Linked DNA regions of Mus musculus: region 1 is linked to region 2. The links are chromatin contacts, called in public Hi-C maps. All regions are on one chromosome and are shown on one strand. The core of a region is the stretch at or near the end of the contact, and the rest is flanking DNA. Distances in the headings are between cores, read along the strand shown.

Region 1 (2,804 bases), core at 108-2,607, 380 kb after region 2:
ACTAGCTTTGCCGGAGAACTCATACATGGACATCTTGGAGTTCTAATCAGGTCTCAATTGCACAGTGGAGAGGGAAACTGAACCTCCATCAACTATAAAGCAGCAGAGAGGCAAATGCTTAGCAGTCTAGAAAGCTCTTGTTAAAGCCATGGTCGTGTGCAATCTTCTGGCTAGGAAGCCGTGCTTCACCTGAGGCCAACCATCTGTTCATATATGCAGACTGTGGGGTGTGGAACCTTTCTTTAACTACTCCATGGAGATTTCTTTTGATGTTCTTCCTCATAATGCTACCTCTCCCCCTGCAAACCAAGACCCTATTCTGGACTGAAGGAGTCACTGGAGGAATCCTTTGCTTTACTTAGTGGGTACCTTGAAGCTGAAGCTGAAGCTGAAGCTGAATGACACAGAAGACACTCCACTCTGTCTTTTCAAACTCGAAGTTGGTTTTCCTCTGTGCTGAAGGAAGGTAGAAGCTTTGTTGCATCACGTACACATTTTGGAGGCTCTGCCAGACAAGTATTTTTTAACTATGTATCTTACACAAACAGATTGTTATTGAAAATGTTAAGTACCATCTCTATGTCATTTCAATTGTTTACTCTGTGCCTTGTGAGAGAAGTGCAACACCTGTGATTTTCCTCTTTGTCACTTTAAGTAGCATACCTACAGATGTGGCTTGATGAGCTATGATACTCTATAGAGGCAGAGTATCAGCCTGGGGCATATCTGGCTCTAGCTCTCATTTTCTATCTAAGGTTTTAGACCTTATCTGATGTTACCTATATTGTGGCGTCTCTCTCTCTCTCTCTCTCTCTCTCTCTCTCTCTCTCTCTCTCTCTCTCTCTCTCTCTGTGTGTGTGTGTGTGTGTGTGTGTGTGATAAGCATGTTTAAGGAGTATGCAAGCCAGAGGGGAACATCAAGTGTCCTCTTCAGTCACTGTCTACCTGGGATTTGCTGGGTATGCTGCCTGGTCAGCAAACACTAGTAACTCTCCTACTTCTGTCCCAGTCATGGCTGGCACTGGAGTTATGGGCATGTGCAGCAATACCTGCTTTAATATTTGACTACTGAGATTCCAAATCTAGGTTCTCATGATTATACAGTAAAGGCAAACTCACTAAGTCATCTCCCAGCCCCAAGATATTGGTTCTTATTACATGGAAAATAGTGGGCTCTGCCACTTCCCTGTGCCACCATTCAAATACTAAACCAGGGTTTATTGAAGAGTTGAATAGGTTTCTTCACCTTCGGAAACAGAATTAGAAGTCGACTGAAGAAATTTCCCATCATTCCCCTGAACACTGCCACTACGCATGCAATTCTCATGCTAATTTGACAAGGCAAAGGACACAGTTTCCACACTACAGATCACAAAGGAATGGTGACACTTTAGCTTCTGGTGCCAAGGTTATTTTTTCCCCTTCTTGGCAGAGGTCTTTGAACATATGCAGTGTTAAAAATTATTTGTCACTTTTGTTTTGGAATCACATGGGGGGGGGCAGGAGGGAAGGAAAGGAAGAGTGTAAGAACTGCCTTATGTTACTCACATGAAATGCCTTAGGATCATTGTGGCTCTTAAAGGTGGGGCTTAAATGAAACGTGAAATGATGCTTAAATTGATGATTGAAAATTATATCTCTCATTCTATGCACCCAGCCCCTGGAGATGGTTGTTTACAAGGAACACAGTGTGCTTTCCTTCAGCTCTCTGTAACATGGCATATGGCCAGTAGACAGAGGCCTCGAAGGAGCATGTGACATCCTCAGAATTCCCTTCTGGCAATGACTTCATTTTAGTATCAATGGCAGCCATAGTTTTGAGGGGGTATCTAAGGTTAGAATCAGTGTTTGGAACACAAAGTCCCATCTTCATATCCTGTGCAAGAATGGAGTTATGCTAATAAGAATCAGCAACCTCATATGCTCCTCTAAAATAGTATCTTTGGACTTGTTCAAGAGGATCTGTAGGTGGAAGCCATGATGCTCATCAGCTGTGACATAACTGAAGAAATTGATTCACAGGCTTTCGGACATGCTATGCTGCATTTACTCAAGAATAACTCTGATGATTTGTGCATTATAGGATTCCCCATTCTTCCCTCCCTCCCTCTTTTCCTCCTTTCATTTCTTCTTTTTTTTCTATCTCACAAAATGTTTCCTACTCTTAGAATATCTGTGCTGAAATTGTGAGAAGTACTAGATTGCTTGTCAGAAGCCAGTCTTGTCCTTTTGTCTTATTATTCTTAATCCTACTTTTAGAGGTAAAGCCAAGCCTTAAGGAATCTTCTATCTCTTGGCAAGATGTTCCAAAATTTGGGGCTAACATATCTTGCTCTGTGCAAGAGCTAACCAAATAGATGGTATGCCCTCCCTCACACTACCTCACCATCTGTGCAATGGGCACTCTAGTCTTTAGGTTGGTTTTGTGCTCCATACTTATTTGTTCCTGAAGACCCATATGTCTTAGGATAATGTAATTTAGCAAGCCCACTGCCAGTTAGCCACCATGCCTCCAGGTATGTCAATCAAAAACTCTGAGACATGGAGGTAAGGCTATCCATATGCTCTGTCCCACTCTTCTTACTTCATGAGGAAAAGCTTCTTCAGCCTCATTGTTAGTTTTTTCTCAAGAGGAGAGAAAAGACCTGTCTTGGATAGGGTCTTTGGCAAGACCCCAAAGTATTGTATTCATATAACCCATTATCAGCCTTTGTTAAAGTCCACCCTTATGTATGATGTACATGCATCCTCCCCTCTTGGCCCACTTTAACAGAGAGTGATCAGTCCATCATATCTGCACAAGA
Region 2 (2,858 bases), core at 278-2,777:
GACACAATTATAAGTCATTGGTTGATTCATCAGTATGTGGCTGTCTACAAAACATCATTTGAGGAAAAATTTGAACATCCTTTTATCTTTTAAAATTGTCTTTTATTTACGTATATTAGATGTCAGTGAAAACCCCAAAAGTTGGTTCTTTGTCTCTACCTTTAATAGTCCTGTGCATCAAACTCATTTCATTAGATTTTATCCACTGAACCATTCTACTAGCTCCTGAAAGCCCTTTCAAAGTAACAGTTACCATTTTAGTTGAAAGAGAAATGGTTCAAATATGTATGAATATAATTTTAAAGTTAGGATACCAAATATGCACTTTGATGTATATAGTTAGTACTTATTTCAATAAATCGTTCCAAAGGAGTCACCCGCAGATATAATGTTGGGGAATGCTATAAACTAGTTGAGTGGGGGCATACCTCCATTCATTTTATCCTCTCTGTACTGTTTAAACCATTGACATATAACGTTTATCAGCTAAGGTTTTCTAAGCAGTAGCTATTTGTGGTTTTCTTCCTTAAGTGTATTAAATATCAAAACTAATCTATGTTGAAAATTTAATCGAAGAGTAGAATGCCAATGCCAGAATTCACTAGAGGCCATACATATCCTTATGCTTTGGTGTGAGCTGAAAATTTAGAAATGCTCTCAGCTTCAATATTTCTAAAGAGTTGTTGAATATGCAAATTCACTATAATGCACATAAGACCACTAAGTTCAGGCTGATTCTTTTTAAGTGTCTGTTCTACTCCCAGAAGAGTTGAAATAGTTTCAATATATTTTGTTTTATAAATATTTAACTTAGGTTTGCGGAGGTTGAAAAAGGCAATATTCCACAAGGGTCCATTTTCCAAATGTAAGGCATGAATGATTTTTTTCCTAGTTACAGTATTTATGAAATACTAAGAATTTAATGCATGTGAAACGTTTGGTAATGGACTATTACAGGCTGAAGCTATTCTTCTTCGGGCCTCTAGGGTAAAATTCAAAGAGTAGAAGCTGTAGCGAATGAATATTCTGGGTTGCTTGTGCTATGGAAGACTTAATCTTTACAGGAGGGTTATTTGCTCACATCAGACTAAAAGAGTTTTTTTTTATTTCTAATAAAATCATTCATTTTCTCTCAAATAATTGAGCCTTCAAGAGAAATCCTTCCATATCCCAACTTCTGCTGTTGCGTAGCAGAACCAGGAGTGCCATAACCTTGTCCTCACTCTGCTTGTTTTATGTCTAATGTGCCACTGAGGTTGTAGTTACTTGACACAATTTGCGTAAATCACTTTCAGCAATTAGAAGCATTGTCTTGGGAATTGGAAATGAACTGGCATGAGTGAGTCATTCAGACCTTAATAGAGAAGAGTTTTAGAGTTTTTTTTAAAACTACAGTGTAAACTCAGTTGTCCTGGTTTCTTTGGATTTGTTTATTTCCATTTACTCAACTGCTGCTGCTGATTCCTGTGGCTTTAACTAGGGAAGTGGTTTTTTTAGGCGTGTCCTCAATCTTAGCCTGATCACCATAGGAACTGGCAGATGTCCCATCTGTGCTTGAAAAGTCCTCTGAAGCTCGACCGAGTTCTGGTGACTGCGCTAGCTTCCACGAGGAGAAATAGAATGTCTTTGCTATTTGGGAATCCGGCAGGCTAAAGCTCAGTATTCGATTGGCCCCACTGAATTCCATCTGCTCATCCATGCTTAGAAAGGTGAAATAAAAAATAAGCCGTTGTTCTTGCTCTCACAGAAGCAATTGCAGGTTTTATGAGGGAAACAATGAACGTGTCACCCTGGATTTGGCAGGAGGAAAGAGCTGGGAGTATATAAATTGTCTTTTGGGTGCCAACTGTTACGCAGCAGAATTGTTTATATTAGTAAAATCCTCTGGTTGTAAGTTATGTAAATTGTATTTTTTTTCCTAGACAGTGTTTTATGATGGAAAGGGGGGCTTGGGAATGTGTACTAAATCTGAAATGGTCTCATGCTTAAATACCGCAATGTGGTAGACAGTTAATCTTCCAAACAGATAGCGAACGCAGGCAACTGCTTCATTACCATCAACATATGTCTCTCACTATTCTGGCTGCTACCTTGGGATTAGCTTGCAAGAGCTATCTCGGCTGTGGGGGGAAAAATCACACGGATTTGACCAGCATTGATGAGCATTAAAACTTAGCTCTGAAGACAACAGTACGGTCTGACAGGACCTAGCAGGAGAGGGGTTAGGAAACTGACTATGTAGCTTTGTAGGACACCTTCATAAACCAGAGAGTCAGGAGATTGCTTAGGAGATTTCTAATGCTGCAGGACGCAGGGATGTCCCTAGTTACCGGACAAGGATGTGCTCATCTCTTGACCTATTTGCCACTTACCTTTTAGTTTCTAGGGATGTGTTTCCAAGAGATTGTGACATGGCTTGATAATTAAACAGGGAACTCCACTTGTCCATTTAAAAAGAAAGAAAGGAAGGAAGGAAGGAAGGAAGGAAGGAAGGAAGGAAGGAAGGAAGGAAGGAAGGAAGGAAGGAAAAAGCAGTCCTCCTCAAAGATACATATGACTGTTCCCTTTCAGGTATTTCCACTGAAGTATCAATTCTGATAATTTACTTTTTCTTACTTAATAATTTGGGCAAGGGTGTGAGCAGAGTACTCAATAAAATAAACTCTGGAATGAGCATGGTCCACAAACCCATATGTGTAGGAAGAAACTATAATTAAGTACACACAATTATATATTATATATAAATAACAGAAATTGAAGTTTACAAACACATATATCTGTACCTAAAATTATCATTTGCTGTGAATTATCCCAAACAACCCAAGGTTGTTACAATCTCCCTTGGCCATTTTTCCTCT

What was found. A called contact is a pair of places that touch in the nucleus more often than the background predicts.
Region 1: a Hi-C map of cerebellum shows a contact between it and region 2, with 1.6 times the contacts expected there. The contact joins two enhancer-like sites. A contact is called at or near these places in 1 of 484 Hi-C or Micro-C datasets (cerebellum) and 1 of 115 datasets of contacts at active chromatin or transcription factors (pancreatic cancer cells).

The regions. Positions count from the first base shown.
Region 1 is chr2:141,816,289-141,819,092 of GRCm38.p6, forward strand. The region is part of intron 8 of Macrod2 (mono-ADP ribosylhydrolase 2); the gene reads left to right. Among named protein-coding and RNA genes, the nearest start is that of Gm25583, 180 kb to the left of the region's middle. Within about 2 kb of position 1,358, at least 7 of the 459 cell types and tissues checked have an H3K27ac peak or open chromatin away from gene starts, as enhancers often do. A contact at or near this core is called in cerebellum, where this site is marked.
Region 2 is chr2:141,433,289-141,436,146 of GRCm38.p6, forward strand. The region is part of intron 5 of Macrod2 (mono-ADP ribosylhydrolase 2); the gene reads left to right. Among named protein-coding and RNA genes, the nearest start is that of Gm25583, 210 kb to the right of the region's middle. Within about 2 kb of position 1,528, at least 16 of the 459 cell types and tissues checked have an H3K27ac peak or open chromatin away from gene starts, as enhancers often do. A contact at or near this core is called in cerebellum, where this site is marked.